Linked DNA regions of Mus musculus: region 2 is linked to region 1. Evidence: chromatin contacts called from public HiChIP or PLAC-seq data. All regions are on one chromosome and are shown on one strand. The core of a region is the stretch at or near the end of the contact, and the rest is flanking DNA. Distances in the headings are between cores, read along the strand shown.

What was found. HiChIP or PLAC-seq counts read pairs in DNA pulled down with a chosen protein or histone mark.
Region 2: an H3K27ac HiChIP or PLAC-seq map of oligodendrocyte precursor cells shows a contact between it and region 1, with 31 times the contacts expected there. The contact joins two enhancer-like sites. A contact is called at or near these places in 3 of 39 promoter capture datasets (the 3T3-L1 cell line, embryonic stem cells and hippocampal neurons), 6 of 15 datasets of contacts at CTCF or cohesin (embryonic stem cells, large pre-B cells, pro-B cells and 1 more), 133 of 484 Hi-C or Micro-C datasets (3T3-L1-derived adipocytes, the AtT-20 cell line, B cells and 66 more), 21 of 115 datasets of contacts at active chromatin or transcription factors (PVALB interneurons, astrocytes, embryonic basal ganglia and 9 more) and 1 of 9 other capture datasets (embryonic stem cells).

The regions. Positions count from the first base shown.
Region 1 is chr2:146,625,807-146,631,306 of GRCm38.p6, reverse strand. No RefSeq gene overlaps it. Among named protein-coding and RNA genes, the nearest start is that of Gm52577, 53 kb to the right of the region's middle. Within about 2 kb of position 2,351, at least 15 of the 459 cell types and tissues checked have an H3K27ac peak or open chromatin away from gene starts, as enhancers often do. A contact at or near this core is called in oligodendrocyte precursor cells and stem cell-derived neurons, where this site is marked.
Region 2 is chr2:147,304,917-147,310,416 of GRCm38.p6, reverse strand. It overlaps Nkx2-2os (NK2 homeobox 2, opposite strand), which reads right to left. Exons shown (of 6, transcript NR_030769.3): 5 at 2,146-5,323. It overlaps Gm14110 (a long non-coding RNA gene), which reads left to right. Exons shown (of 3, transcript XR_003953941.1): 2 at 2,123-2,188; 3 at 3,261-5,444. Among named protein-coding and RNA genes, the nearest start is that of Gm14110, 16 kb to the left of the region's middle. Within about 2 kb of position 3,341, at least 12 of the 459 cell types and tissues checked have an H3K27ac peak or open chromatin away from gene starts, as enhancers often do. A contact at or near this core is called in oligodendrocyte precursor cells and stem cell-derived neurons, where this site is marked.

The sequences.
Region 1 (5,500 bases), core at 1,102-3,601:
CCCACACCCCAGTTGCCTCTAACTTAAGGCTGTCCTCATTGTCTTGGTAATTGTTTGCTTTGCTAGGAGGGAGAAGAGTCAATGTAGGTGACCTTCTCGTTTAAGTATGTTCTTTTTATCCCAGGAGCAAGCAGAGAGGTTCACCTTCATCTGTCAATGCCAGCTACCCAAAGGCGGATGAGCATCTGGATCCACAAACCGTTCTGCACGGAAACAAGGTGACCTTAGAGCAAAACTGGAAAGACGCATTTCTTGTCTTTCCCCCCAGATCCAAGAAGGTAAGTGTCACAGGCCAAGGATAAGAGCACAGTCTTCTAACTCACAATGAAGAAGTTTCATATTGTCATGCTTGGAAACAGTGGGAGGCTCTGGGTGGTACAGGGGTGGCTGGCTACTTACACGGAACTATTGCCTCTACTTTAGAAGATTCCTACTCAGTGCAGCTCTTGTGGACACCACCCTGCTTTTATTTAAAATAGACTTGACTTTTACTTCGCTTGCATTTAAGCCTCTGGTTAAAAGAGGAAGAACTAGAAATGACAGTGCTGGGCAGAAACTCTGGCAACATGAAACTTGGTCCCCAACGCAGAGCATTCCATTGACCCCAGGTAAGTGGTCAGAACAAAATCTCTCTAAGTACAGGATTCTCTGTCTGGACTCTGAGCCCCATTTCCACTGTTGTGAACATCAATTTCCAGGAAATCTGTCACCAACTGGAGGACATTTAGCTGGTTTCAGCAGAGCCTTATTTAAATATGACACTTGAATCTAAGGCTACCCCTCCTCCAGAGGCAAATATTCTCCGAATTTATCTGATACTATCCTAAGTGCACATGTGGAAGGAGCTACCCAGGCCTGGGGTGTGAAGATCTCCTACTGAATGGCTGGCATTGACATAGGAGCTTTGCTTGGGGGGAGGGGGACCACCTCTGCCTGCCTCCTCAGCCCCTCCCCTTCCATCTAGACATCAACACAAAGATCAGATGGGAGGAACACGATGTGTGTTTTCCCCCATCTCTCACCTTCCCCCTGGGTTTTCCTGCAATAGGAAGGAAGAGTCTCCAGATTAGAAGCGAGTTCAGGCACCTCTGGGTTCAGTACTTGTCTCTTAGCCCAGCCATTCTTAGTCCTCTTGACAGGTGGTTCTGTGACCAAAGGACACCATACAGACCAATGCTAACCCCCATCAGTCTGGTTTCTTCTGTCTTATTTCTTGACCTCAAAAGAAGCATTATAAAACTATGGCAAGGTGTTATTGGGGGGTGGGGTCTGCTTTTGCATGCTATTGATGTTTGTGTTTTGACACAGGGTTTTAGTCTGTCCTCAAGGTTAGCCTGGAACTCACCATGTAGATCTCTCTGGCCTTGAATTCACAATAAGATCTTTCTGTCTCAGATTTTATAGTGTTAGGATTATAGCCATGAGCTACCATGCTCAATTTCTGGAGGGTTGGGGTGGGGGTGGGGGTTGTTGATCTGTTTGTTTTGTTTTTAAACAGAATTACCAGAGATCTTATAAAAACCTTAGTTATTTGCTCGTGTTCTTCACCCCTCCCTCTTTCTCTCAGCACTAATGTTCTGTGAAAACCAGGATTTCTCTCTATCCTCAATACCTACAATGGTCCATGGCATACAGTAGAATCTCAATAAATGTGCGTCGGGGACTGTGGTCTAAGTAAGGATATTTTAACAAAGCATCAAAGTTTGGTGTATATATGGTTCAACAGCATAAGGAAGGCATTAGGGATTTTGTTAATAGGCAGATTCTGATTCAAGGTTGTAGGAGTGGGGATACCCTGAGTCTGCCTTTCCAACAAGGTCATGGATGATGTCATGTCTATGACACTGGTCGGTGAACCACATTTTCAATAGTGAAGCTATCCATGACCAGTATGGTCAAAAACAATCAAGTCCTTCACTTCATCTTCAGGACAAAACACTGATCAGATGGTGATGTTAACTGTTTTTGTTTTGGTTTGTTTTTTATTCATCCTAGAGCCCCAGAAGGTACACACACAGGTAACCACAATGGAAAAATACTCCAGATATTGAATTAAGCAGTTTTGTGATTGGCAGACTGCTCACTACTTCAGTGGAAAAAAATAATGTTTGAAAGCTATGACTACAGTTTCATTTCCATTTGATACGCTGCCCTGTTTATGGCTGCTGCTGATGTCAAACAAACACACTCAGTTCTACCCGGAAAGGAATCTCGAGTCTTCTTCACACATACTATTTCATTGCTTCACAGATGTTGGGGGAGGAAAGAAAAGTGATTCACAGGCCCAGAGTGACTCCTTCAAGGCCACACCACACAGATTTTCCAGTTCCTTCGCTGGTGCAGCCCACACACCAGTTTGCCTTTTTGTGGGAGAATATAAGATGCATTCTTCCTTGACTAGTGCAGAAATGATACTCAGCCCTCCAGATGTTTATATAACAGAGAGCTAAAGACTCATAAACAAAAGAAGACCAGTTGTGCACCAGAGACACTGAGGGCTCTATTCATCGAGATCCACCCGCTGACTTCCACACCCAGCCAAGCTATTTATTCTAGAGTTACCCAGACTATTGAATTCTGTTTCGTGCCCCTCCTTTTTGCTTCACGGGTCCCAGCATCAGAAATTTGAAAAGGAGTGACCATCTTTAATCTCCTTAGGGAGGGTCACTAGAGATGCCAAAGAAGGGACAATGTTGAGTTCAGGGTCACATAAAAAGTTTTGATTTCCAGCGACATACAACCTTATCCCCCTTCCCAGACTAGACCACATCTTCTGAAGTGTGACATCTTACTTCCCAAAAGCCATGACAATCTAGACAGGGGCTCCATCTGACACTGTGTCCAGGGTGAAGAGCACTATTCTGTCATTACTTTCCCATCAGTTTGCCTATCTGGTGGGTGGAAATTAAACACAGAATGGTGGCGCCTTCTGAGGAAATGGAAGTGGGCTCCAGTCATGGTGTTGACAAGCACAGTCCACTGTTGGAAATACATAGAAATTTATTCTGAGATAGCTGTCTACCATTTAGCTACCAAGCAAGGACATCTGGCTGCCCTGCCATGTGCATGAACACTTGAACCCACTGGCAAGCCCTGCAAAGACTCGCTCCATATGCACTCAAATGCTCTTAGACACACGTTACCAACCACTTACCAGGATCATTCCAGACTGTGGAATGACAGTTCCTTTCCCTGATTAAAAATCTCTCCCAGACTTCTAAACCCAATAACATCTAACCAGCTATGCTTACCTTGGAAATACCCTGTCTGGTCTCCCAAATATGTGGTTTACAGGGAAAGGAAATTAAGATGTCCTACACAAATACTTAGAGATGTCATAATTCTTTGATCCATAAGATATGTTGGGTTATAGCTCCGTTTGGTTCTACTTGCTCTCTGAAGCCTTCAGCATCCAGAGCTTTGTTCTCACACCTACAGCATCATCTATATTCCCAGGTGCCTGTCTCCTTTTGATACCTTCCAGAGTCTCCTATCTTCCTAGTCCTGAAATACTCTCCAGCTCTTGCCCTCCACATAGTTTAATGTATTGTGCCTGCAGCTGACAGATGTCATCAAGGCTGACCACCTGCCTGGGTTTCCACATAGCCCCTACCTCCATTGCTTGCCTCTGTGTACATGTCTGTCCCATCATTTGGACTCCCTGTCACTTCTTGCTAGACTCCCCCCACCCCAACCCTAATGGTTGCCTAGGTGACCACCGGTTGCCTAGCACCATCTTTTACCAACCAGATGGGTTTCCTGTCCTTGACCATTGTGTATCTATCTCTGCCCTGCCACACCTGGAGCAGCGCGTTCTATCTCCCAGGCTGCCTGACCCACGTTTCTGCATCCATCTACGTCAAGGGAGGAGATTCTTAGATAAGTAATAAGATGGTCCATTCTTATTATATGCCACGGCACTATTCCAACCAAGTTTGACTACCTACGAGAAATAAATCACAAAAGCTACCCCTAAATGTCCTTTAGGAAAATTTCATTTCTTGTCCCAACATCGCTATTACAGAGATCACAGTGTTCTCCGGATAAATCAGTTTTCATGAAAGACCCACGGTTGTGTTCTTAAATCCGTCTATTTTCTTGATTTGGGAAAATTAAAAAACCATTTAAAATCAGCCTAATGATAATTCAGAGGAGTAACAATACAAAAGTGATATCAATCACAAATACAGAGGCTGCTACTGAAAATAAGTTGGTCTTATTTTGTTTAAGACAGGGTATCATTTTTCTAGGCTGTCTTTGAACTTGCTATGTAGCAAAATGACCTTGAACTTCTGATCCTCCTGCCTTCACTCTACCCCCACACCCCAAGTACTGGGATTACAGACATGTGTCATTACACCACACGTGGTTTCTACCACCATTCTGAGGGACCAACCCCAGAGCTTTGTGCATGCTGGTTGAGCACTCTACCAATTGAGCCATATATGCAGCCTAAAGCTAAACTTTTAACTGCAGAAAAGTACACACACATGTGCTCAAAGTGGAAGTAAAAAGCCATCAGCATTGCCAATTAGAAGCTATCTGTTTTGCTGACCTGTTTCTGTGAAGCTGAGCCCATTATGTGAACATTAACAGAACCCTTTTCAATGTGCACTTTACCCTTTCTGTGAAAATGACAGGCTCTAGCAGAGGCACCAGATGATTTGAACACCTGTAGCTTATTTGGAGAAGGGGGATAAAGCCGGGAGACTGCCAATAGTCCTAGGTAGTAGCACTGCAGAGGAGAAAGGGGAAATGTGGGAGGGAGAAGAAGGAAGGGAGAAGGAGAGGGGGGTGTCTACTGAGTGAGGATGGGAGCTTTTCCATCCTGTCCTATTCCTGCCTCTCAGTGATGGGGAGGGCCGGAGTTCAGCTTTCAGTGGCCACCTCTCAAACAATACCACTTAGGAAGGAGCAGGGACTCCAACTTCAAGGGATTTTACAGATAAACAAACAAAATAGCTAAATACATATGTATACAGACACATGTTATACGTGTGTGTGTGTGTGTGTGTGTGTGTGTGTGTGTGCACTCTAGTGTGAAATGATAAAGGATTTCCAAATAGAACTCTGAAAATTATTCAGAGCATTTCAGTTTGAAAGGAGTAATAGCTGATTCCCTGCTCTCTAGGGAGTCAAGAGTTCTTGGATGCTTTCTGTAAACTGTAGAACAACTGTTGCCCTGCACACTTAGTTCTCTGAGTTTCAGTCCCAGAGCATCAGAGATGGAAGCACGGGCAGACCATTCACAGAGCAGGGGGGGCTGCAGGCATTTGGGAGAGTGAGGCCTTTGGCTACAGGGTTGGCAGCAAGTTCAGAAGGGCTGTCAGGGAAGCCATACAAGCTGCCCTTGGGTAACTTCCCACCACAGTTTGACCTACAGCTCCGAAGAAGGTGAATAGAGGTTAGATTGATGGCAGCTCTGGCTTGCCCTAGGTCTTATTGTTCAGACTTCTCCAGAGGAGCAACCAAGTTTAAGGGAAAAGGGACTTCACCCAAG
Region 2 (5,500 bases), core at 2,092-4,591, 680 kb before region 1:
CTGAAGGTGGATTGCAGTGATCCAAAAGTGCATTACCCAAACTCCTCCCTTTCAGATGAACTCTCTGGTGAGTACAAATGTGTCAAGAAGTGCTTGCCTTACAGTTTCACTACATCCTTATCTTTAATAGCAGAAAATGTGAAAACACCTTAATGTCCATCATGAACACATTCTAAGTGAATGAGGGTACGTTTCTGGCTTACTGGTCAACAGCACAGGCTCTTATGCAAGCTCCTAAGGGAAAAAGACAATCAGTAGCTGTTTCCAACCTATAGGCTGTAGCCTATATACCCCAAGTTTGTATGACCAATGTGGCAAGTTATCTGTACTGGCACAATAGTAGCAATTATATCCAGGAGACAACCAATAGCTCTGTAACTGGACTTCAGGCCCACTCAATAAGGGAGAAACCCATGCCTGAGTCTGTAAACTTGGCCAACTACCCATGGCTTATAAGGTCATGAACTCCAGAGAAGAACCTGCTACTGCCACTTTTCCAAACCGTAATATAATTTAAACTCAATTTATGCTAAATGATATTATGTATAATAGTGTAAGTCCCTTCTGCATTATAATGACTTATCCTTATAACCACAGATAAGTATAGCTTTTAGCCCTAATCAAAGAAGCTTTTTTTTTTAAGCAGGAAGAGATTATAACAGAAATCCACAACTGCTCAAAATGCAGACCACGGGGTGTCCAACCCCAGTTAACACATCTACAATACAACTGTTACACCGATAACTCAGAGAACATCATGGAAGAGGGGATAAAAGCATTTTTATAGTCAGAAGACAAGCAATTCTGCTGTGAGATACTGTCTTCTATTTATGACAGTGAAGCTACAGTAATACAATAGTAAAGCTATGCTCACCTAATCATGACTTCCACAACCACTGTTGACATGCCAACATGGAGAGTGGAACTCTCACAAGCCCCTACCTCTAGATTAAGATCTACGGGTGTTAACAGCTACTGAGGGAGAGCAAATTTGTCTTCTTTAGGGACAATAATCCTGATGGTTATCAAATACCAAATGAATACATATATGAGTAATGCCAATGAGCTAAGCAGGCTCTCTCTCTCTCTCTCTCTCTCTCTCTCTCTCTCTCTCTCTGTGTGTGTGTGTGTGTGTGTGTGTGTGTGTGTGTGTGCCTACATAAACATGTGTGCATGAATGTGTGTTAGATAATAAAGAAGACGGGCTCATGAATCCGAGAGGGGGTTAGAGGAACAGAGAAAGAGCTGAAGTGGAGAGAGGGAGGAACAACAATGATGTAAATGTAGTACTCGTGTGTGAAATTCTAAAAGAAAAGAGAAGTATATAAAAATAGATATCAGGTTCTAAGGAGAGAGCTGGCTAATATCTCGTGTTCCAGTGTCACCATCACCGTCAATGTGAAGGGGATAATAAAGATCTATGCTTTGGATTGCTGTTCTTAGATTGCAGAAGATTACTTATGCAAGCATTCAATATGGCGTCCAACACATAGCAGAAGCCAAGTGGGGGCTTATTAGCTTATTATTAGCTATTAATTACACAACTAATTTTTAAAACCCAACTTTTGTTTGTTTTTCAAGATAGGATTTCTTTGTGTTTCCTTGGCTGTCTGAGAACTAGCTCCATAGACCAGGCTGGCCTTGAACTCACAGATATCCACCTGCCTCTGCCTCCCAAGCTCCTGAGTGCTGGAATTGAAGGCTTGTGCCACCGCTGATTTAATTAGTATTGACCTGGAATATTATATCTGGCTCTGTGCTAAGTGTCAAAGCACCCTACCCAATGAGATGGAAGGTCTGACTACATTTAAATCAAGGTGTGTTCTGAATTTCCACTAAGTACGTTTATGGAAAGATGTCTGGAAGCTGATGGCACTAAGTGTGAGCCTTGAGTGACTAGAGTGGCCCGGACTCTGATCTTGCTTTGCTCTCTGAAGATCTCTGTTTGTTTTTCTTTCATACCATGTGTAACATTTCTACAAGTGTGTTTATACAATTTTATAAAAGAATAAATCCCCCAGGCCAGAGATCTTGCTTGTTCTGGCTTGGATTTGTCTGAGGGGTTGACCAGATGTCCTGCTAGATGAAGCACCACAGGTCATTTCTGTATACTTCTTCCTAGGTATATTGATATTATCTCCTCACCTTGTCCTGGGTGTTTTTCAGTTGGCTGCCTTCCAGGAACACAGTAAGTACATGGTGCATATGTGTCTGGCTGTTTGTTCTCACTGTTTGCTGGTTGTCCTGCTCAGTCTGCCAAGTGTCTGTGAGGCCTAGCCTTGCCCCAGGAATGACGATATACGTGCAGAATACCCGCTGGAGGCTACCTCGGAGGGCACCTGAACACAGTCAGAGTAATTCCTAAAGGCATCCACATTGTCCTGCAGAAATCCAGCATTCAGACTCCTTCCCTCCAGGGTTGCTGGCTTCTGCAGAGGGACAGTTCACAGACTGCAGAGCACCAAGCCGACCACAAGATGGCAGCCTTTCCCTGTCTGAGTCCCACTGCAGCGCACATTCCCCAGCTCTGTGTGCTTCTGAATCCAGCTTCTGTTGCCCTCTGCCATTCCAGGAAAAAGATTCTTTACCAAAGAGACCTTCATTAAAGATGAGAACAGTGGGATTAAATGTTCGGAAACAGAAGAACTTGAAGAAGAGAATACAATTTCCCCAAACCACGTGCTCACCCAGCCTTCTCTCTCCTCAGGAGGAGTCACAACAGTCTTGTGTCCATTCGCAGTCGGGTTGAATTAGAATTGCCAAGCATCTCAGTAAGCCGTGAATCCACATTCCTTTATCTCTTTGTGCCACTCAAAGCCAGATATTGATGTCTGAAAACAAACTACATAAGCTTCATTATTTAAGTGCCTTTTCCTTAAACAAGACCGCTTTAATGCTTAACAAGGTAGGGGAGCTACATAATTTAAAATCTATGTGAACAGAAATAAGAAATTATTTGTGGTGGGCTCCACTTTTACACCCACCAACAAAGGCAGACATTCACCAGTTTTTGCCTTCCCAGGGCCCCAAAATACAACACAGGCCTGTTCTCCCGTCCCCGGCCGAGGCCGCAGCTGAAGCCGGTCTTTATCAGCGTTCCTTTCTCAATATTTACCAACCAATAAATCTTTTTCCCCCTAAGACAATTGACATTCGAATCCCATTCATGTGGAGGCTTGTTATCCAAATAATATTAAATAAACTGCTTCATGATCTACTGAAAAAGTATTAAGATGGGTTCTTTTTTTCTTTCTCTGCAGGTCAATATTGAAGAAGAGAGAGGGCTGTTTCTATGTGAGGGAGGGCAGCTGCCTGCCTCCAAAGAGTGTCTCCATCTCTAGCCTCCTGCAGAGGTGCCTCCTTTCTGTTGCTCTTTGGGCTTCCAGTAGTCTCTGCCCTGTGGCACCCACTCCAAGGCAAAGGCGACAAAGGTTATCTGTGTCACTACTGTGGCCTCCTGAGTACAGGGAGTGTTTCCAGAGTCGTGTGTGGCTGAAAGATCAGTCCTGAGAAATGTGTTGGTAGACCTTGTGTCACTGTGCAAACATCATGGGCTGTTTGAGGTATTCGTTGGTCTATCTCACTGTGCTGATAAAATGCTCAGCAAACGAAACATAAAGAAGAAAGATTTTATTTTGACTTATAGCCTGACGGGACAATCCATCGCAGCCAGGAAGGAAGGCAACAAAAGTCTGGCCAAGTTGAGTTTGCACTCAGGCAGCTGAGAGAAACGAACATACAAAGGACGGTGCTCACCGCACTTTCTCCTTATTCATCCTTGGGCCCCAGCGGTGAAACAGGGCCATAAACATCTGGGGCAGGCCCTCCCATCTCAGAGCAAACTTTCTGGAAACACTGTAACAGATATACCCAAAGGTGTGTCTCCTAAGTAGCTCTCCTTACCCTCAGGGTGACAATCAAGATGGACCACAGAGTTACGGAAATGGACTCAGTTGGTAAAATGCTCACTGGGTTCAATCTCCTGAGGACCTGGGTTCAATCTCCCAGACCCCAAGGAAAAAGAGCTGTGTACTGTGGCGTATATAGGTAATCTCAACACTGGGGAGGCTGGGACAAGGGGAGAGTTCCTAGACTTGCTGTTTAGCTGTATAACATAATTGGTTGAGTGTGAGGCTAATAAGAAATTGTTTCGAAAGGGAGATAGACAGCACTCCTGAGACCTGAGGCCATCATCTGACTTTCTCAGGCGTACATGAGCCTCTACCTTCCCCCCCCCCATGCACACGCACGTGTACACACACTTTAAAAGTGATTATAACCAGTAGAGTACATTTACATATATCTAAATGGTGTGGCTACTCCCTACTTGGTCTCCCTGGTGATGCTGTCATTCACACACAATCGGCCACTGACTAAAACGTCATAGGAAGCACATAACTGAACTCTGCCCATTCTCTCACTGGAGCAAGTTAGTCTTCTGACAACATTTCCAATTCCGCTGTTCCACAAGCAACCCCCGCCTTCCATTTTTTTTGTCAGAATGCATGTCTCTGAGAAGAGACATCAGAGGAGACAAGAGAACTGGAGCTAGCTCTGCTGTCAACTTCATGGTGTAACAAATTACATGACTCTCCTTTCTGAACCCAAACTTCTCCGTTTATATAAGGAAGTGTTCCTCTCTCTAATCTTGCCCTCACTTACTAAGGAAGATCTGGACCACTGGGTCTGGCAAGTTGCTGCCGGAAACTACAAGCACTATCAGCATCTTGATGGAGGTTGCCACCTTGGAGGCTGGGGAATCTTCTAGAGGGGAGAGGACCAGAGACTTTAGGATGTTACTGTCAGTGGATAAGACTCACAAGGTGGTGATCATTCTGTGCCAGGAGATGCCTCAAGACATCATTTCATCCTTGAAGCATTCCATGTGATGACATCCATATTCCACTGGAGGGCGCTAAAGCACTGAAGTTAAATAATGACTGTTATGTAATGCATAGTTTGAACTGAACATCTGCAACCAAGTGGCTTGGTTTCCGAAGCATGATCTCCTCTCAGCTACTAACAGGTAGTGAGGGCAAAGTACCACAAAGCCTGGCACAGCCTCGCGCAACGGTTAAGTAGAGCAGCTATTTCACACACTGGCTGCTGGAGAGCCTTCACCTGAACAGGTCCCATCTTCTCTGCTCCTCAGCTTCCTTTGACTTTGTTCTCACAGGCACGGCTGTAGTCTGAAAATCCACGGTGGGAAATGGCCCCACATCTGAGCACCCACTTGTCACCATGCGTGGAAAGCCTCCCCCTCTGACCTCATGTGACAAGTCACCACGAAAATGAGATGTATGTTGCACCAATAACCTCCAGCCTGTGTGTGTAAGGTAAAAAGGAAAGAAGAATGAAGTTAATGTTTAGACTTAGGTCCTATCCCCAGAATTTCTCATTATCTATAATCAAATTCCAAGACCAAAAAGGAATCCAGAGCCCTGCTTCTAAGCACTTCAGAGAAGAAATTTCCCATTTCTGTACAAGTAAGATGTGTGTG